7 separate regions of the Mus musculus genome follow, and regions 1, 2, 3, 4, 5 and 6 are each linked to region 7. The links are chromatin contacts, called in public HiChIP or PLAC-seq maps. All regions are on one chromosome and are shown on one strand. The core of a region is the stretch at or near the end of the contact, and the rest is flanking DNA. Distances in the headings are between cores, read along the strand shown. Region 1 overlaps Lrrfip1 (leucine rich repeat (in FLII) interacting protein 1). Region 2 overlaps Lrrfip1 (leucine rich repeat (in FLII) interacting protein 1). Region 3 holds the start of Ackr3 (atypical chemokine receptor 3). Region 4 holds the start of Mlph (melanophilin). Region 5 overlaps Gm35381 (a long non-coding RNA gene). Region 6 holds the start of Prlh (prolactin releasing hormone). Region 7 has its middle 15 kb from the start of Gm35242.

Evidence for each region. HiChIP or PLAC-seq counts read pairs in DNA pulled down with a chosen protein or histone mark.
Region 1: an HNF4G HiChIP or PLAC-seq map of pancreatic cancer cells shows a contact between it and region 7. The contact joins two enhancer-like sites. A contact is called at or near these places in 16 of 484 Hi-C or Micro-C datasets (cerebellum, cerebral cortex, cortical neurons and 9 more) and 1 of 115 datasets of contacts at active chromatin or transcription factors (pancreatic cancer cells).
Region 2: a contact with region 7 is called in a FOXA1 HiChIP or PLAC-seq map of pancreatic cancer cells. The contact joins two enhancer-like sites. A contact is called at or near these places in 1 of 484 Hi-C or Micro-C datasets (stem cell-derived neural stem cells) and 2 of 115 datasets of contacts at active chromatin or transcription factors (embryonic stem cells and pancreatic cancer cells).
Region 3: a CTCF HiChIP or PLAC-seq map of the NIH/3T3 cell line shows a contact between it and region 7, with 6 read pairs. The contact joins the promoter of Ackr3 here to the enhancer-like site in region 7. A contact is called at or near these places in 1 of 39 promoter capture datasets (liver), 1 of 15 datasets of contacts at CTCF or cohesin (the NIH/3T3 cell line) and 3 of 115 datasets of contacts at active chromatin or transcription factors (embryonic stem cells, neural tube and pancreatic cancer cells).
Region 4: a contact with region 7 is called in a FOXA1 HiChIP or PLAC-seq map of pancreatic cancer cells. The contact joins the promoter of Mlph here to the enhancer-like site in region 7. A contact is called at or near these places in 6 of 39 promoter capture datasets (the 3T3-L1 cell line, the C10 cell line, cranial neural crest and 3 more), 1 of 15 datasets of contacts at CTCF or cohesin (the NIH/3T3 cell line), 16 of 484 Hi-C or Micro-C datasets (3T3-L1-derived adipocytes, the HL-1 cell line, brown adipocytes and 10 more), 9 of 115 datasets of contacts at active chromatin or transcription factors (craniofacial prominence, embryonic basal ganglia, embryonic limb bud and 5 more) and 2 of 9 other capture datasets (adipose tissue and liver).
Region 5: a CTCF HiChIP or PLAC-seq map of the NIH/3T3 cell line shows a contact between it and region 7, with 7 read pairs. The contact joins two enhancer-like sites. A contact is called at or near these places in 1 of 39 promoter capture datasets (the 3T3-L1 cell line), 1 of 15 datasets of contacts at CTCF or cohesin (the NIH/3T3 cell line), 12 of 484 Hi-C or Micro-C datasets (3T3-L1-derived adipocytes, brown adipocytes, cerebellar granule neurons and 7 more), 4 of 115 datasets of contacts at active chromatin or transcription factors (embryonic fibroblasts and embryonic stem cells) and 1 of 9 other capture datasets (embryonic stem cells).
Region 6: a contact with region 7 is called in a FOXA1 HiChIP or PLAC-seq map of pancreatic cancer cells. The contact joins the promoter of Prlh here to the enhancer-like site in region 7. A contact is called at or near these places in 15 of 39 promoter capture datasets (the 3T3-L1 cell line, the C10 cell line, the HPC-7 cell line and 9 more), 4 of 15 datasets of contacts at CTCF or cohesin (the NIH/3T3 cell line, embryonic stem cells and pro-B cells), 119 of 484 Hi-C or Micro-C datasets (the 63-12 cell line, the AML12 cell line, B cells and 80 more), 12 of 115 datasets of contacts at active chromatin or transcription factors (CD4 single positive thymocytes, the HPC-7 cell line, the NIH/3T3 cell line and 8 more) and 4 of 9 other capture datasets (adipose tissue, embryonic stem cells, liver and 1 more).

The regions. Positions count from the first base shown.
Region 1 is chr1:91,094,599-91,097,298 of GRCm38.p6, forward strand. All of the region lies in intron 12 of Lrrfip1 (leucine rich repeat (in FLII) interacting protein 1), which reads left to right. Among named protein-coding and RNA genes, the nearest start is that of Lrrfip1, 43 kb to the left of the region's middle. Within about 2 kb of position 1,278, at least 126 of the 459 cell types and tissues checked have an H3K27ac peak or open chromatin away from gene starts, as enhancers often do. A contact at or near this core is called in embryonic fibroblasts and pancreatic cancer cells, where this site is marked.
Region 2 is chr1:91,068,448-91,071,147 of GRCm38.p6, forward strand. It overlaps Lrrfip1 (leucine rich repeat (in FLII) interacting protein 1), which reads left to right. Exons shown (of 25, transcript NM_001310732.1): 2 at 116-202. Among named protein-coding and RNA genes, the nearest start is that of Lrrfip1, 16 kb to the left of the region's middle. Within about 2 kb of position 1,349, at least 38 of the 459 cell types and tissues checked have an H3K27ac peak or open chromatin away from gene starts, as enhancers often do. A contact at or near this core is called in pancreatic cancer cells, where this site is marked.
Region 3 is chr1:90,202,578-90,205,277 of GRCm38.p6, forward strand. Ackr3 (atypical chemokine receptor 3) reads left to right here and starts at 1,403. Exons shown (of 2, transcript NM_007722.4): 1 at 1,403-1,510.
Region 4 is chr1:90,913,799-90,916,498 of GRCm38.p6, forward strand. Mlph (melanophilin) reads left to right here and starts at 1,302. Exons shown (of 16, transcript NM_053015.3): 1 at 1,302-1,455.
Region 5 is chr1:90,895,635-90,898,334 of GRCm38.p6, forward strand. The region is part of intron 4 of Gm35381 (a long non-coding RNA gene); the gene reads right to left. Among named protein-coding and RNA genes, the nearest start is that of Gm35381, 12 kb to the right of the region's middle. Within about 2 kb of position 1,252, at least 125 of the 459 cell types and tissues checked have an H3K27ac peak or open chromatin away from gene starts, as enhancers often do. A contact at or near this core is called in the NIH/3T3 cell line, embryonic fibroblasts, muscle stem cells and 1 more, where this site is marked.
Region 6 is chr1:90,951,730-90,954,429 of GRCm38.p6, forward strand. It overlaps Prlh (prolactin releasing hormone), which reads left to right and starts at 1,379. Exons shown (of 2, transcript NM_001101647.1): 1 at 1,379-1,475; 2 at 2,120-2,283. The coding sequence starts at 1,379. The coding sequence ends at 2,283.
Region 7 is chr1:90,632,497-90,635,196 of GRCm38.p6, forward strand. No RefSeq gene overlaps it. Among named protein-coding and RNA genes, the nearest start is that of Gm35242, 15 kb to the right of the region's middle. Within about 2 kb of position 1,360, at least 38 of the 459 cell types and tissues checked have an H3K27ac peak or open chromatin away from gene starts, as enhancers often do. A contact at or near this core is called in the C2C12 cell line, the C3H10T1/2 cell line, the HL-1 cell line and 6 more, where this site is marked.

The DNA of each region.
Region 1 (2,700 bases), core at 28-2,527, 460 kb after region 7:
CTTCCTCCTCTCTCTCCTCTTCCTCTTTCTTCTCTTCTTCCTCCTCTTCTTCTTCCTTCTCCTCGTCCCTCTTCTTCTTTTTAAAATGTGTTGCTAGAGATTAAACTCAGGTCCTCATCATGCCTCATAGCAAATACTTTACCAACTGAGCCACCTCCCCAGCCCCTTGGTTTTTTTCTTCTATCCCCAAATGGCCTTGAATTCACTATATAGTTGAAGATATCTTTGAATTCCTATCCCGACTGCTTCCACATCCCAAGTGCTGAGGCTACAGGTGTATCATATGCACCACACCTGACCAGACAGTTTTGGCTGTGGTAGGGAGACACACCCAGGCTATAGCATCAGTGTGGGTGGAGGGAGGCCCACATTTTGAAAGCCATGAGTGGAAAGTGCAGACAGTCCAGGCCAATCTCTTTTGCTGGGCTCAGACATAAATACATAGTTTAGAACTCAGTTCCTGAACACTATACTGCCCAGGATTGGTTCCTGCATCCCAGAATGCAGCAGACCCAAGATACAGCACTTGCATAGATGAGCTCATTGGATTTGTTTTAGTGTAGAATCCTCTTTCTTGTGCGTAATAGTCAACTGTACACTTGAGGAATAAGTGGAGTGTTTGCAATCAAAAGAAGTTTGTAGCTTTACTTTCAAAGATTCTTAACAACACCTCCTCCACCCCACCCCACCCCACCCCACCCCACCCCGCTGCCCCAGCAATGACTGTCTGGGGTGGCTGATTTGTCATCACTAGGCGTGGCCCTTGGATTTATTTAAGTATCAAGATGAGGTCATGATGTGGGAATGTTCATGGTTTCTGTGACTGGAAAGACTGAAGTCAGATTCGGATCCTTTTGTTGTGTGTGCACTTTCCAGATCTGTGGAAAATTTACACACATGAAACAAGTTTGGCTGTTATTTCCTCACAGAGGCATGCATTGTATGTCTTGGTCTCTGCAGCCTGTGAGGCAAGAGAAGTGATCTCTGTGATGTGGGGAACTGGAGGTGTGGTCATACTTTCCCTTCTGTGCTACTGTGAGAAATGCATCAATCCAGCAGAGCTCTGTATTCCCTCCGGTGAAGGCTGCTAAGTCTGTTGCAGAGATAATCAGTAGATGTCCCCCCTCCCCTTCTCCAGTCACCTGTTTGTTTATTTGTTGCCCTAAAGATCTTTCGATCATTATTTCTGTTGTCATTTAGTGAGCAAAGGTCAGCGCAAAGATGTGTGGAAAACTGGCTGGCCTCCCAACTCAACCTGGCACCTCACAACAGCCAGGTACCTCCACACTAACTGGGGAGCCTCCTGGGTATGGTTCTCAGGTGCAGTGACCCCTCTGCAAATGCAGGGCAGCCTCCAGGAAATTCTTCAGTCAGTGGGAGGGTCACTAGCCTTTGCCAGGTCCCTCTCCCAGGCCTGCTCCTGACTACTCCTCCCTCTCAGGCAGGAAGACCCACAAGTCTGAACAGGAGCTTCTGGGTTTCTTCCCACCAGCAAAGCTGGACATGCTTCATTGACACTTTGTTAAAAGCCGATCCAAATTGCACACCCACCTTCCCAGTGCATACATAGCCCTGGGACACAGAAAAGCATTATGTTAATGCTGGACCTGAATCTTAGAAACAACAGGGCTGATTCTATTCTTTCTTTATGCTTTTTTAGGCACCAAGATGCTGGGTTTGTCACCCTCTGTCCTTGGAACAAACAAGGATACAGTGACCTCTCCATCCTGGCCTCTGTGGGAGACCCATGCAGTAGGATGTGCAGCAAGGCAGGGGTTAAAAGATGGAGTTAACACCACGTCACAGCTCCTGCTCCTGACTTGGGGCAAGTAGGCAGAAATAAACTCCTTCAGATGAAGTAGCCCCCTGAAAGGCATATGTTTTTGCTTGGTTTGAGCTGCCCCAGCCATAATAGGACATAGTTTTTGGTGTCCATATTGGTTCTTGGAAAATACCCCCGGCTTAGTATTTCACCAGGAGTAATTACCAGGAGCCAAAGACAGAAGAAAATGCAAAAGTCAGCTGCAGCCCTCAAGGCTTTGCATCTTGCATCTGTCAGACAGGAAGTGAGGCAGTGCTACACACTGGGGGCAGGGTGGTGCAACCGAAGAGTAAAAGTCACCAAACAAAGGAAGTGATGGTTCATTCCCCTTTAAAAACGTGAATATACCTCTGTGTCCATAGGCTACTGCAAGGGCTAAGACTAAAGGTTTGGGGCTCCCAATGATACAATTCTTAGGAGAGCCAAGATGCATCAGCCCGAATGTAAGTGGCAGGGGACGGAGTTCCACCTCATTCCAGCACCACTCCCCACTCCACTCCCATTCTTCTGTAACTCCGTCCCCACCTCCACTTAGCCTTTCCATCCTAATTAGTGTTAACTGTCAGCACAGCCTAGAATCACCTGAAACCAGAGTCTCAATGGAGTAATTGTCTTTACCATGTTGGTCTGTAAAAGATGATTTTAATTGCTGTAGGGGGTGCTGCCTACTGTAGGCGATACCATCCCTAGACAGTCCTGGGTTTTATAAAAAAGCTAGCCATGGTTCCTACCTCCAAGTTCCTGCCCTGGTGCCCCCTCTATGGCAGACTGTGTCCTGGGGGGTGCAAGCCAGATAAAGCTTTTCCTTCCCAAGTTGCTTTTGGTTGGAAAGCCACAGAAAGAAATGTAGGAAGTGCACACATGCGCGCGCACCCCCC
Region 2 (2,700 bases), core at 99-2,598, 440 kb after region 7:
ATCACACAGTGTGCTTGTTAAGCCCTAAACAAGATTTTCTCTCTACTGTGTCATTAACTACATGCCCGGAAGTTGCCTGGTCTGTTCTCTAACAAGGTTTCTGGGTCTGTTTCAGGCGGAGGCCAGGCTCGCAGCGAAGCGTGCAGCCCGAGCCGAGGCTCGAGAGATCCGGATGAAGGAGCTGGAACGGCAGCAGAAAGAGGTAATGGGGGCTGAGTGTTCCGAGGTTGGCTCTTTCTCTTTCAGGACTGTGAAGACAGCGTACCTGCTGCTGTTGGGCACCTGCTCTCGTCATTGTCACCTTAGTGTTGCTCCAGCTTGGAATGCGTGTGCTCCTTGTAGTTCTTGTTCCAGATTAGCCCCAGAGTGCACACAGCATGAATGCTGGACATCTGTTCCAGGTTAGCCCTGGTGTGCACTTAGCACAGATGCTAGGCATGGCTGTCCAACTGGAGACCTAATGGAGCCAGAGAGATGCTCGCAGCCTGAGAGCTTGCCCTTTAGTCGTAGTTCCTAGGACAGCTTTCTAGCTGAGAGGAGCTTGAGAGGATTGGGTTTGGGCTTCTAACAGGGCGTTGGGGGGCGGGGGAGTAGGGTCTGGATCCTCTTAGAACCAGAAAAGACCAAAATGATTTTCTTTTAATTTAATTGGTCAACTTCTTTCCTTTAAAAACAAAATTGCTTTGAGGCTTATTAGTATCTATCAATGGTTAGTGTAAACTTTGGAATAAGTAGCCACAGGAACAAATAAATGTGTTCTAGGGGACCGGGGTGGTCATCAGTACCTTCAACCCTTCATCTTGTCTACTGTGGGTTTTTAAAACCTTGAGTCAGAATTTTGTTCCAACAGCCAGCGTGTGGGCTCTGTAAGTACGTTAGGGTCCTGGCTTCTTCACAACCTTTCCTGTAACTGATAAATGATCCCTCTGGGGGAGTATTTGCTTCAGCCACATGCTACTGAGCTTGGCCATGCAGATTTGAGACCAGCTGCTGGAGTCGTCCTCCATGTACAGGTTCTGGTTCTGTTAATGGACCCCAGCTGATGCTCATTGTCTGTGTAACTTCAGATGGAAGCTTGGGATTCCAAATTCTCTTAAGACCAGCAGGTTCCTCCTCCAGATCAGCAAGTCCCAAACCTGTCACGTGTACTGTAGGGGTGGCGGATCCACAGCTTAAGATGTTCACCATCCTCGGCCTGGGGGCTTTGCCATCCCAGGAGGAAATATATCAGCAGAAGAGGGGATGTGGCCAGACTTGATTTGGGGAAGGAAACTTGGAGATAGCGTGTGGGTAGCTGTAGAGTGTTGGGAGCCACAGCCTAAAAGGGGTAACCAGAGCCCCAGTGTGGGGAAGGCAGTCAGGGCAGTCACCACAGGGAGGGACCTCACCCCTACCCTGTGGTGATTACAGAGTGACCTTTAGATAGGTTTGGCAAGCGTCTCCTTTATGCTAAGCTATGAGCAGAAAAGTAACCCAGTATTGGAAAATGACTCATTTTTTTCTTTCCGGTTACAAATACAAATGAAAAAATTTCAAAAGTGTAATGTGTTTAGTCTTTGTGATTTTACATTTAGAAGTTGGTACTTTTGTGTGGTTTTTGTTTGTTTGTTGAGACAAGGTCTTTCTATGTAGCCTTGGCTGTCCTGGGACTACCTCTGTAGATTAGGCTGGCCTCAAATTCACAGAGATCCCCCTGCCTCTTTGCCTCCCAAGTACTGCAATTAGAAGCGGATGCCACCACCACCTGGCCTTATGTGTGTTTTTTTTCTTTTAGTTCTCTGGGAAAAGCTTGGGGTCAGTGTTTTCCTAGCATCTGTCTCCCTTCTGAGCAGGTTTATTTTTCAAAAATCAGAAAATAAGTGGTCCTGGGTTCTGCGTTAATTATTTGGGCTTTACCACATGAACTGTGATTCACAGCCCCTCGAGTTAACTGACGTGCCTCCCTCTCCTGGTCTCTTGGCCGAGGGTCATGTGGGCCTAAGGGGAGTCAGGCCAGGTAAACACCTGTCTGGCTGCTCCCACCAGGAAACATCTTCAGGAAACTCACCAGAGACAAATATCTGGGCCCACAAATGGAAAATAGGAAAAGAGCCTACTGCTTTGTAGGCCACTGTCACGCACCTCTGAGCGGGCCCCGCCCAGGCCCAGGGAACCATCCCAACTTGAGCTCCTCGGCTAACGTGGCTGCATCGTACAAACTGGGCCAATTTATTTGGACTGAATATTTAATTTTTATTTTAATAACCAAGTCCCAGCTATTTCTCAGACCTCCTGCTATCATTTTCTCTGTGAAACATTTCTGCTCGTTCAGTAGACACTTGTGGGCCTACTGTGTGCAGGGCCCTGCTAACCCTTCCCATTGACTGTGGGAGCCACAGAGTAGTTGCATGGAGAGGTAGATAGTTCTGTGGCTGGAGGCTGCTGTTTCTTAGGGTTACAGAGGGTAGCTCTTGTCATCTGCCGAGCCAAGAGTCCTATGGGAGCACCCCCTCCAAGACTGCTCCCCATGCTCTAGGCTTCTCTACTATCCCCTCACCCTGATTTTCCCACAGTCCTTTGCTCTTTTTTTCTTTCTCTTTTTCCTTTTGGCAGCAATGGGGATTGAACCCGGGTTCTCATATATGCTAGGTATTCCATACTGAGCCCCAGACCCAGCCCTAGCAATCTGCCAAAATTCCCAGGGTGTTTTGCTGCTCTGCT
Region 3 (2,700 bases), core at 153-2,652, 430 kb before region 7:
CCTCCCTCCCCTTGGGGCCACAGACCAGTCTTTGTGGCTGTAGGACCGCCCACCTCTAGCTAGACCCAGATCCACCCTTGAGACCACAGACCACATCTCCGGGCCACAGACTCCGCCCACAGGCCTCAGGGCCTCTCCCTTGCATTGAGGTCACAGACTCCCCAGGAGGCCGTATGACCCCCCACCAGATCTCACACTACTCCTTGCAGACACACACCCCTCCCACAGCCCGGAAAGCAGGTGTGCTCCTCAGGAGCTCACTGAGCAGGATCTGCCCCGCCAGGAGTAAAGTGCAAGGCTGTTTAAACAAACCACTTCTTTTGTTAAGGTTTTTCCCTAGACCGAAGCTCTCTAGCCTACGTGAGACTCTGATCCCCAAGTTCTCGGGTTCCTGTGTTCAGCAGTCACTCTCCGGAGACTTAGAAAATAGACTCGGCAAGTGTTGGTGAAGGCAGATTTTGCGTACAGCCCGCGCCTCAACTGTGGGTGCTGTAACTGCCTTTCAGAGGCCCAGGGGGGCATGAGAGCAGAGTGACCACCAGCCCTTTGGAGGGTGGGGGGCACTTGGGGAGGCGTTACAGTGGCGCGGCTTTAAAAGTAAAGATTGGGTCATTTTGTGCTTGAGTTTTACTAAATGGGGAATTGCAAGAGACACATTTAAAAAACAAAACAGGGAATCTTAGCAATGTGCATCGCGATTAGAATGTAGATTTTGATAAAGATGAGGACTGCGATAAAAGTTGGCTAAGCTCACAATGACGACTCTACCTCACCTGCGACAAGGCCTTTTCAGTGACTGGCACTGCTCGACTCCGTGGAACACGGTCTTAATAGGGCCTTAAGGACTTTGTGTAAGAGTTCCAGCAGAATCTGGATCCAACCTAAAGGCACTTTCCCTCACTTCTGGGTGATGGCGGTACAGGGTCGATTAATCGTCCCCTTTCCAAAATGTGACTTCTGTCCAGGAGGCATCGACAAAGAAAGAGCAAGCTTGACAAACCAACATCGAAGTTCAGAAGTTCAGAGTAATTTGTCTTGGGAACAAAGTCTTCCCTGAAGCTACAGGCATTCAAAGGAACTCCCGGTGCTCATGGGATTATTAAAAGCTATACCTGAGACTGGATCAATATTCTATCATTTTGGAACGTCCTAGGACTTCTTTTGGTTTTTCTTCTGCTGACATTTCCCCCAATAGGATCTAGCCTTTGCAAAGGGAGGGATCTGAGGGCTCCCAAGAATGTGTTTGTGCAGGAAACAACAACCTAGAGAGGGTTACAGGAGGGCGTGTGCGCCTGTACAAGCCTGCATGCCTGCGCGCTGTGGTGGGAGAGGAGGGGCGGGAGGAGAGCCGAGGGTTGCAAAACTGCCACCTAGAGGCACTTTCCCGCAGTGTATATAAAAGGCAAGTCCGGAGCCCTGAGAGATCTCAGTTGCTACAAACTGCTCAGCACTGAAGGAGCCTGCAGCGCTCACCGTCAGGAAGGCAAACCACAGCCCAGGAAGCCCTGAGGTAAGTAAGAAAGCCTTGCTTCTGCGACAGCTTTGCCGAGCAACTACGGCAAGGGGCAGGACTCCTGTTCTTACGAGAACTGGGCTTTTTCTGAGAACTCTTGGATCCCTGAGCTGGGGGCTTTAGAGCCTGCAGGTCCGGATTGGAAAGCTCAAAGCACGCTGCATGCCTGCATTGCAAGCTACTGCTCCTGATTTGGGGGATCTGAGTTCAGTCATTTGTGGAGGGAAACCTCTGTGTATGTTTGTTTGCTACTGGACTCTGATTTGTTTCTGTGAGTACTTAAGTTCCAGGAAGCAGGGAAACTTTGCAGAGAATGTGGGATGCCCCATTGAGGTTGCCCAAAGCCAGCTTAGGGGTGAGCTTGGCATCACTGTTTGCCCACTCCTACTTCTGGTTATCAGATTGGCTGTAAAAACCACAAGCGCACTTCCAGAAAGGCATGTGATATGCCCAGAGGCATCCTTCAGCGGACCAGACAACTGGGCTGAGCATTCTGAGTCTAGGATGAGTTTAAACTCCGTGCTCTGGGGGGTGGGGATGGATTAATTCACAGCTCCTGAATTCTGGAAGTTGTAAATTGAATGTTAGCTCCTCTTCATCTTATCTCTTCATGGCACCCCTGCTAATCTAATTTTGAGTATTTATTGTTCTCCTAGAAAGTGTTGTCCAACTTCAATTGGGACAAAAAAAAAAAAAAGCAGACACTAAGAAATCTAGTATTTGAATTTAAATCTACTCTCCAAGTGAACTGTGAGTGTTGCTGACTTTTGTTAGGGTGCATAAAGGTTCACTGGGTGGCTGGGAGTGAGGGAGACTCTGAGGTCAGGGGATCCTGGTCAGCCAAGACTCCTGGCTGCTAGCTACTAGGAAAATGAGGCACTGTGAAAGGCAGACTGGCTGTCTCTTCCCCTTTCTCTCTCTGTCTCTCCATTCATTTGCTCACAAACAGATTAATTAATTGTTTCGATGTGAGGTAGGATCAAGCATCTTTTTAAAGGTGTCTTGGGTTAGTGGCATCCCTGAGACCCCAGTCTGTGCTGTGGCCAGTATGGAAACTTTGTTTTTCTTTGAAGGAGCAGATGCTGGCTTTGTGGTCTTTATTTAGTTCAGGAGAATGTGGAGCTCAATGGATAGGACCAGAAAGGAGGGATGGGGGTGGTTCTGTTTTTTTGTGCCTGGCTCGTTGC
Region 4 (2,700 bases), core at 52-2,551, 280 kb after region 7:
ACATACACAGAGAATCACATAGTTATATGCACACACAGAGAGAGTCACATACTCAGTCATATGCACACACACACACACACACACACACATAATCACATACACAGTCATATGCACACACACACACACACACACAATCACATACACAGTCATATGCACACACAGAGAGACTCACACACTCAGTCATGCACACATACACAGAGAATCACATAGTCATATGCACACACAGAGAGAGTCACATACTCAGTCATATGCACACACACAATCACATATTCAGTCACACACACACACACACACACACACACACACACACACACACGCGCGCACGCGCGCGCGCGCACACACACACATCTGCAGATGACCCAAAGCATGTCTTCTAAGGTTCCCTTTCCTCTCCTGCTGACAGGGAATAAATGCTACTATCACATCTGTCCACCCTGGAGCTAGTTATTGTTTACGGCCCTGTCTCTATGTTGCAGATGCCAGCACTGAGTTGTAAAAGTTGTCCTCAAAGAGTAGAGGCCTCTCTCTGTAGCTCAGGCTGGCCTGGCTGGAACTCAATACTAAAACAGGTTGGTCTGAAACTTTCAGCAATCCTCCTGCTTCAGCCTCCCAAGTGTTGGGATTTTGGGTGTGAACTAGCACACACTTGGCTAAGTGAATTTTTGTTTGGTTGGTTTTTTAATATAGCCATAGGGAAGGGGTCAGGGTGCTCTTATGCTGCGGCATGGGGGGAGGTTATGTTCTTTCAACATCCAGGGCAGATCTCTGGGTGGAGCTTCTCAGACCACAGACCTACTGGACTGTTTTCAATAGTCAAGGCCTTGGCCGGACTGGGGGGGGGGGGCCGCTTGTGAGTCCATCTGAGGGCCTGGGGGACAGCGACTCCAGCTGGAAACCTGGGCTCACAGTCTCACTAAGAAGTTGGTGACTTTGGGTAGGGCGCTTTTCCTCAGTTTCCCTGTCTGTGAAGCTAAGTAAAGAGTTAAAATGGATATTTGCGGAGGTGCCGTGTTCTCAGAGGATGCGGTTTGCCAGCAGATCCCTCCTATGGGGGACCAGAACCCAGTGGTGGAAATGAGCGCACAACTCCAACGCGTGTTCTGCTCTCAACCGGCTTGGGGACAAGGTGCCTCTGTCCTCCATACCCACTTCAGCGCCTCCCAGGAGGGCCACTGGAGTCCGCTCTGCTCTTGGCCTGTCCAGGCACCCTGGGGTGCACGTCGATCCCGGAGCTGGGCGGGTCAGGAGTAGCCCACGTGATCTGAGCCGCAAGTTGGGCAGGACCGGCGCCACAGCTGCCTGGATCCCCGCACACAGCTCTGTCTAGCTCAGTGCACCCTGACACTGGCCTCGCTCGGTGCCTGGGGTTTCTCTCTCAGGAGCTAAGAGAAAGGAGCAGAGGCCAGGACCCACCGAGCCAGAGCTACAGGCTGGGCATTCCCAGGAGAGAGGCTGGTGAGTGCACCAAGGACCTGGGGCTTGCAGAACTCCCAGAAGAGGGAATCTGGCTCAGGGAGGGTGCAGCGACACCTTACTTCTGAACTCTGGGCTTCTTCTGGATGCCTTAAACACAATGGGCGAAATCCTTGGGGAGCCCATTTGGGGCTAAACAGTTGGTTTTAATTAAAAGCTTCCTTTGAGCTAAAAGCTGGTGCCTTCGGGAGACTTGGACCGGAGCCCAGGGTGAGAGGCTATTTGTACAGAAACTTCCTCTTGGCTGCCCTCTTGGCTTCCTCTTGGCTGTCTTCTGGGAGCAAGAAGAAAGCAGATAGGTGCATGAAGGAGGCACCTGCCCTCCTCCGGACTTAGTGGAATCATGTTGTTGTTGTTGTTGTTGTTGTTGTTGTTGTTGTTGTTGGACCATAGGTCCTCTAGGCCCTCCTTCTTATTATGAAGATGTGAGAGGAAATGTGTTAACACCTCGAGTGTCACCCCACTGTGTCCAAGCCTGGGAGAGAGCTGAGTCTCACAGATGCAGGAAGATTTCACAGAGCACACACCTATGTCCTACTGACCTGAACTAAAAACACAGTTCTTTGCTTTCATCGGAAATGAGTTGGTGCTGTTGTCTGTTCTGTTTCTATGCCACAAGGATTGCTCTTGTTTCCTTCTGAGGGCTTTGAGTAATAACCAGGGTACAAGACTCCCCTAGATACCCAGGGCACAAGTCTCAGGAAAAGGGATGGGCTAAAGACCAGGGGTAGCTGGGCATTGAAGTTGGTGAACCCCTGAGCCTGATGGCTCCCTGGCCCAGATGTGTGTCATTTAACACACACCCATCTCCCAACTGATTACAAGGCCTTAGTAAGACACAGCAACAGCTTTCCTGGCCACGAGCATCACCCCTCCGGGCCCAGGTCTCCAAGGTGTCACTTCTTAGAGCATCACCAGGCAAGGTGGGGAGGTGAGTTCTTCCATCTCACCCAGCATCAGTGCCCCATCTCCAAAGTGGGTACCAGGGCAGGTGCCTCACAGGACTTGGAACCTGGTCCAGGCACAAGCATGAGAAGCTGGTGGGTCATCCTGATGCATTAGTGACTCTGAAAAGCTGCTGAGAACTAGAGGAGGAGGGAGGTTGGAGAGGGACACTGGGGGAGGGGGAGGTCAAGGAGGGGGAACTGGGAGAGGGGGGAGGTAAGGAAAGGGTAAAGAGGACACCAGAGCCTGTAGGCTAATGATACCGTTCCCTTCCTTCAGTAT
Region 5 (2,700 bases), core at 2-2,501, 260 kb after region 7:
CTAAGTCAGATTATCCATCCACACTACTAAACTGGTAAGTCAAGGGCTGGGGATGTAATTCTATTAATAGGGTGCTTGGCTAACAGGCAGAAAGTCCCAGCCCCATCCAAATTGCAGCATCAAGCCAGGTGTGGTAGTGCAAATCTGTAATCCTAACACTCAGGAGGTTCAAGGAGGGGGACCAGAAGGTCAAAGCTGTAGAGGCTAGCCTGAGACACATGAGACCATATCTCAGAAAGGAGGAGGAGGAAGAGGAGGAAGAAGATGAGTAGGAGGAGGAAGAAGAGGAGGAGGAATAGGGATAGGAAGAGGAAGTGGAGGAGAAACAAAAGGAGTAGGTGGAGGAAGAAACGAGGTGGAAGAGATGAAGAAAAAGGAGGAAGAGGAAAAAGAGGAGGAAGAGGAAGAAGAAAAGGAGGAAGAGGAGGAGGAGGGAACAACTGAAACCAAGCAAGCAGGTGTGTCTCACATGCAAAGACTAAGCAGGCCTGGCCCTGCTTTAACTTGAGGAAATCTGGCACATTCTGGACAATATGGCCATAAAAAGATCTAAGTAAATTTTCTATACCAGATAAATCATACATGATGCCCATTAACCCAGGAGAGCAGAGGGCTGTGCACAGCTAACCTGACCACATTCCACACACACACACACACACACACACACACAGAGAGAGAGAGAGAGAGAGAGAGAGAGAGAGAGAGAGAGAGAGAGATTCAGAGACAGGAGTGGCTACTAACCAATGACCTTTCTTCAAAGCAATGTCCAAGCCAGTGGGAGAGTGTCAAAACCCATCAGTCATGTCTACCCCAGCAAAGCACACTGCGCATAGTGACAGACATGATCCTGGTTGCCAACCCTGCCCCTCAGCTCATGGACTCAACAGGCTCACAACGCCATCAGCAGATGCCTGTCGTAAGTTCCCTAGGTCCCCAAAAGCTAATCTCCCCTTTGCCAGAGGCACATGTGCTGAAATACGGGCACCAAAGCCTATGATCACTCCATGTAAAAAAAAAAAAAACAAAAAACAAAAAAAAAAAAAAAAACAGAGATACAAAATTTAGAGCACTTAGCATGGAACCTGGCCCACCTGGGTGAGTGGTAAACTAAAAATAGACATGAGTCACGGTTGGCCTGGGAGGGTGGATCTCAGTTCCAGCAAGAGCACACCCTCCCCTTCCCCCGCCCCAGCACCACCTAAGGCAGCCAAGGAGCAGAAGCCTGTGTGTACCCTATGTGCAGCCCAGCATGGGCAGGACACTCAGTGCACGTCTTTGGCACCGGCCTTCTGTGAGTCACATGGTTGTGGAGAGCCCTGGGGCCTGCGCCTTGCGTTCTGCTGAGCGTATCTGGAACCATCTGGCCAGGCACTGGAGCCCGCTTGGAGTCCCTGGATAAACACATCCCGTCACTTAGGAAAACAGAATTCGGTTTTCCTTACTTGATGAAGGAAGCCTCTGGGGGGTAGTTACAGAAATGTGTGCAAGACTAGGGGAGGGAGTTGGCCAGCTTACTAGAACAGGAAGCCGAGGGTCTTTGCACAGCACAATGCAGAGAAAGGTGAGAGAAAGCAAGAGTGAGGGAAAGCAGCCCCATTGGAGGTGTGTCCACAACGACCAAATTTCACAGTCACACATGCTCTGATTTACACACAGGCTCCATTCCAGGGCTGTTTCCAAGGTAATTGTTTGGAGTTTGGGACGGAATTTCCCGTAGAAACTGCTCACTGGCGGTAAACTTAACCCACTGAGAGCTTTCTCCACTATGCAAGGAACTAAAGACATCATTGCTTCACTCTTCCCAGTCCTTCTACATCATATGAATCATTGCTTCAGTGAGAAATTAATGCTCATGAATAAAACAAGAGATTCTCTCTTGTTCCTCTGTACCACCCACCTCAGTAAATAGAACTTGGGACAGGTTCCCTGGAGCAGGTAAGTAGAGAGAGGTGTCCTAAGCTGACTATGAAAGCCAAGGCTATGTCACTCTCTGATCAGACACTCACCGTCTCTGAGCCTTGCTCACCTCTCCCGCAAATAGTCCCTACTTGTGCTATTGCCCTTGATGTTATTAAGCGCTGGAGTATATAGTGCCCAAGAACAGAGCTTGACTGGCATTGCCTGTTGCCTCTACTTTTATGCACAGAGGAGAGAATTCAAGGAAAGCAATAACAAAAAGATGAACCATGTCTATTTTTTTTCTTAATCTGATCATCATGCCTGGTTTATGGCATTCTGTAATGAGGATCTAATGATGGATGGATGGATGGATGGATGGATGGATGGATGGACAGACAGAGTGAAGGATAGACATGTGGATGTAGAACATGCACATACTGTCTTCTGAGCCACTGCCACTAGCTTGAGTTTAGTACCCTTCTCTTAGACCTTTATCAGTTGTCTTTCTCCTTGCTGTGACAAAACACCTCATAATAATTACTTAAGGAAGAGGGGGTGTGTTTTAGCTCAGAGTGTTTCCCATCATGATGGGGAGTCGTGGTTGTGAGAGTTTGGTCTGGTGACATTTCACCCACAGTGAGGAAGCAATACCCAGTGAAGCCTCAGGCTCAGCTTGCTTTCCTTTTAACACAGTCTTTGACCCCAGCCCTATGGAAAGATGCTGCCCACACTTAGGGTGGGTGTTCCCTCCTCAATTAACCTAATGTGTCTAGGAATATCTAATCCTTCACAGATGTGCCC
Region 6 (2,700 bases), core at 129-2,628, 320 kb after region 7:
GGCTATAAGCAAAGACGCCATCTCAAGGAGGGGTCTGGGGGCGTCCTTTGCCTCCTTGTTGGCCTATAAAAGATAAGCAGGCAGGCAGACCTCACCTCACGCCCAGGCAGCCTTATCGCCACACTCAAGGGACAGAGAGAGGGTGAGTAACTTGGCAGTGCTGGAGAGGGCTGGGTGTTGCTGTGACTTCCAGCTTCTCCACAAGTGTTTTCTCTGCCAGGCTTACTGGGCAGCCAAGTGCGGGCACCAAGCAGGACAAGCAGAGAGAACTACCTGTGGTCTGTGGTCTAGGACCACACACCATTCTGGGGTCTCTGACACTCAAGGGCTGTCCATGATGGAGGGCAGGTGAAGGTGGCCCTCAGTGGGACACCTCAAGCAAAGCCCAGAAGGCACCCTCCAGAAAGGCTCAGAACTCAGGATCAGTTAGCATTCTCAGTCCCCATCACCCAGCCTGAGTGGGTGCAGTCTTTACAATGATTCATGGTGGCTCCTCCATTCCTCTAGTTAGGGTTCCCCTTCACTGTGTGGGACATCCCAGGAGGAGGAGGAGGAGAGGGTGGGCATTTAAAGAGCTCTGATGGACAGCGCTGTGTGGACAAGGAGAAGCTGGAGCGTCAAAGTCAGCTGGGGGGGGGTCTTCCTTGAGCATCTTCTAATAGGACCTGAAATGTCAGGGGTAGGAAGAAAAGGGTCCCCTGCAGGAAGTATCACAGGTGGATGCTATGTGGTAGGTCAGAACACTCCATCAGCAGGGTACCAGTTCCCATACACAGTGGCGGCAGCCTTCCCATGTCATTCAGGGGGACTCTGTGAGGAGAGGCCCATTCTGGAGTCTCAGCAAACTGAGTCTAAAGTCCTGGGTTATTGTAGAGGCTGTGAGGTGTGAGCTCTCTGGGGATGTGGGATGCTAAGTGTCCTCCATTGCCTGCCTGGCTCTCAGTGTCAGGAGATCCCAGACAAAGTGTGAGGAAAGCCTGGGCACTGAGGTTCCAATATGTTCCAACTCCTAGCTACCTCTGAGGTTGGGCAAATTGTTCTCCACCTCTGCTGACCACAAGGCTGCCCATAAATCTGCTTCCCACCAAGGCCTGGGTGTCTACCTCCCAGCTCTTGACACAGATGGACAGACAGACCCAAGGATGTCCCAAGACAGCCACCTGTGCACAGCTCACACCTCTCCCCTGATAATTGTAGCTATGTGCACTAAACATATGCATTTGCACACCTCATAGGCACGGACACGCACCACACACACACGTACATCTGTACAAACAACCTAGGGTCCCTCCTGGCTTTGTGCATACAACGTACTCTGCATCTCTACCCCCAGGCTTCAGGATCCAATCTCCAGGGCATCATCCAGGAAGCCGGAAGCATGGCACCGAGGACCTGGCTTCTGTGCTTGCTGCTGCTAGGCTTAGTCCTCCCAGGAGCTTCCAGCCGAGCCCACCAGCACTCCATGGAGACCCGCAGTGAGTGCCTGGCATATGGAGGACAGCCACTGTCACCTCCCATCCATATGCTTCCCAAATGCCTTGAGTACCCAGCCCCTGAATGGGAGGTTAGCCATCTCCTAAGCCAGTGGTTTCCAACCTTCCTAATACAGAACTTTTAATACAGATCCTTATGTTGTGGTGACCCCCAGCCAGAAAATTATTGTGATGCTGTTTTCATAGTTGTAAGTTTTGCTACTGTTATGGATCATAATGTTAATATCTGAAATGCAGGATGTCTGATATGCGCCCTTCCCCCCAAACAAAAGGGACACAACCCACAGGTTGAGAGCCTCTGGGATCTAAGCAAAAGCTACCTTACCATGCAGTCAGTTGGGAGATTGGTCCTGTTAAGATCTCCCCAGAATGGTCCTGTTTCCTGTCCTCATCATTCCCCTAACCCATCTTTGTGGGGTCCCTTAAGACTTTGGAGGATGACAGTCAGACAGGAAGAGAATACTGATCCTGGCATATGTCTAAATAAATTCCCTAAAGCCACACCACTGCCCAGATATGCCCAGCCAGTGTAATCAGGGTGGGTGCCAACATGGCCTGGTGCCCAGGTTTCCATCAGCTTAGGGGCTCCCGTGTCCCATACGCTGCTCTGACTCTTTCCTTTCCAGCCCCTGACATCAATCCTGCCTGGTACACGGGTCGTGGGATCAGGCCTGTGGGCCGCTTCGGGAGGAGGAGGGCAGCCCTGAGGGATGTCACCGGACCTGGCCTGCGGTGCCGGCTAAGCTGCTTCCCACTGGATGGAAGTGCCAAGTTCTCTCACAGCTCATGAAGACAGTGATGCTGAGCCCAAGCCCACCCTCCCTGTCCCCCCGCAGAGCCTCCTCCACCCTCCCTTTCCGGTTTTCCCTCTGATCTAATAAAAGTGCTGGCTTTGTTTATTGTACACTTGTAACTATGTGGTAACAAACCGGAAGGTGCTTTCTCTCTGGGGAGGGTAACCATGAAAGAAGCTCAGAACCCAGTAACCTCTTTGGAAAGAAGAGGCTCCCACCTGCCCCCAATAGAACAACTGAGATCGCTCATTACCAGGCCCCACAGAGGTTGTCCTGGTCCCTTAAGACCCTGCAGTGGGGGAAGGGAATGTTGATTCAGTGTTCCTATAAATTCCTGTTCCCCAAAACCACATCACTGCCCAGAAATGGGGTGCCCTTTTCTTGGTCACTTGTTCCCACAAGCTTCCACCTAC
Region 7 (2,700 bases), core at 110-2,609:
GACTGTAGTGTGACGGGCCACCACAGGATTCTGCTGCTATGCTTTCCCATGGTGACTTAGCCATGTCCCATCTTAAACTGTGAGCCGAATAAACCACTCCTCCCTTCAGTCTCTCTCTGTGGAGTGGAGGGGCTTGTTTGGTTACAGTCATGAGAAAAGTAACTTACACGGTGGTAAAGTTAGTTTGGGGATAATTTTCAAAGAACCAGCAGCATTTGGCCTTCCTATTTACCACTGCTGTTATGAAGGAGAAGTAGTCCTCTGTCTGAGCTTGGTCTGGTCCTCTGCCTGGAGACAAAGGCTGATCCAGAAGCTGCTGGGATCCCCGTTCCTTGACAGGCCTGAGCCTGCCCAAGCTGAAATCAGAGACCAGGGTTCCTGGGACCAGAGGATGTAATGAGCCCTCCACTCTCTGCACCTTTGCGTACTTAGACTACTCTGTCCACATATCCCCAATGCACTTGCTTCCTTCTGTTCAGATATCACACACACACACACACACACACACACACACACACACACACACACACACACACCATCACTAGCAATCTCCCTTTCTCCCAGACATTTACCTGTCCAGGTGTCAAGTTACCTTTAAAAATGCCTTCTATAAGCCGGGGTTAGGAAGACACCCCACGCAAGCATGCGCCTCAGCCAGACTCAGGGACCACCCAGTAATTCCACAGACAGAAAGGAGACAGGAGGGTGCTGGGGTCTCACCAGCAGCTCATCTAGCCAGTCAGTGAGGTCCAGGGCCACTGAAAGACACAGTCTCAAAAAGTAAGGCAGAGAGTGATAGAAGACGACCTCAGTGCTAATGTCTGGTTTCCACACATGGATTAGCATGGGGTCTTACACACACACACACACACACACACCATACCATCTCCAGTGATGCTTTTCTACTTGGTCTACTCAGCAGTGCTCATGCATGAGGATCTGGTGTGGTCGTATTTTCTGTAAAGGACATGACACCCATCCTACCGAAATCTGTCAGTAGCAATGGCTCCCCAGCCTGGAGACCCACCCTCCTCTACAGTCAGGTATTCCAGGCCTCCGATGGGGGCCTCAAGGGTTAGCCAGACTCAAGATGCCTGGGCTCCCCTGATCTGCAGAGGGCAGCAGAGGTCCACAGGCAGGGCACAAGGTGCCCCACTGGGTATCCCTGGCCCCACCCTCCCTCTTCACTACCTGTCAAGAATTCCTCTGCTTTTGCTTTTGGTGGCTCCCTGCTCCCTTCCTGTCTTCTGCTGCCCAAGAAAGCACCTGAAACAAGGCCAGCCTGTTGAAGGTTGAACAAACAAGGAGCCTGTGACTCAAGGCAGGGTGAGGTGGCCTCAACATTTGGGCAGATCTGAGCCAAACCACACGGCACCTCCTTCTGGAGACCTGAGTCATGGGGGTGACTGGAAGCTGGCACTTCTCACAGATGGGAAACTGCAGAGGGACATGAGTATTCTGTGGTCTCCGTAAAGGCAAAGCAGATGTCTGACTGACGGAGTGTGTGTGTGTGTGTGTGTGTGTGTGTGTGTGTGTGTAAGCCAATGTGCATGTGTATATGAATGAATGGGGAGAATTATATGTTCATGAGAGTGCGTGTGTATGAGACTCTCTGTACATGTGTATGTGTAAGACAGCCTGTGTTAGGCACACTTGTATGAAGACACTCATGAATCCCTGTTTCCCTCACCCTATATTACCCTCCCTCAAGTGCTTGCTCTGGGAGAGGCTCTGAAACAGGCTCCTTCCATTGACACCTGATGACGTCACTTCTGCAGCCCTAGCTAGCACACTGGCCTGGTTCCACAGACCACCTTGGTTGCCTCCTCCACCCACCTCGCCCTCCTGGGTCTGGCCCTAAGGTTCCACAGAGTCTTCTTCTGTGGACCCCGCCTACTGGTTTACTTGGGCTGTCCTCTGTTACCTCAGGAGATGTTTACAAGAGTCTCAAGTTCTGCTCTCAGCTGGGCACAAGGCTCAGCACTGCCCAGGTCCTGAGGACAAATAGAACAGAGGCAGCAATGAGGGAACTGGCCACTCCTTGTTGACATTCTTGTCCTCTGTGGTGAGGTGGGGACACAGCATGTGTTAAGGGAGGTACAGAAAGCCTGACAGCCCAAGACAGATCATGGGTGTGAGCTGGAAGCCTAGCTGTGTCTGTGCTGAACTGCAGTGTATCCTCCTCTTCCTTCCCCTCCTCCCTCTCCCCATCTTCTCTCTCCTCTCCACTCTTTCCCTCTTCCTCCCTTCTCTCTCTCTTACCCTGTCCTTTTATCCTCCTCCTCCTCCTCCTCCTCCTCCTCCTCCTCCTCCTCCTCCTCCTCCTTCTTCCTCCTCCTCAAGAGCCCATGCTCCATGTTCCCACACTTTCATACCTGACCACCAAACTCAGAGGTCAGAAAGCTGGTCTTTTCCAGCTGGAACCAGCGTGGCTAGAACTCTACATTACTTCCGTTGGATTCTAGCATTCTTGATCTCCTTAATTCTAAGTAGTCTCACAAAATTTTTAAAGAGATTAAGAAAAACATACTGTATTTTGGGTGAATTTCACAGGAAGCCCTGTCTTCAGTTCTGGGTGGGGCTTGCAGGTGATCTGAAGGCACAGGAAGCAGGAATATGAGATATCCTGCCTGGCCCTCACCTGCCTGCACAACTCCTGAAGAAAGCATCCTAGATACTCTGTGAGTCCATCATGGGTGT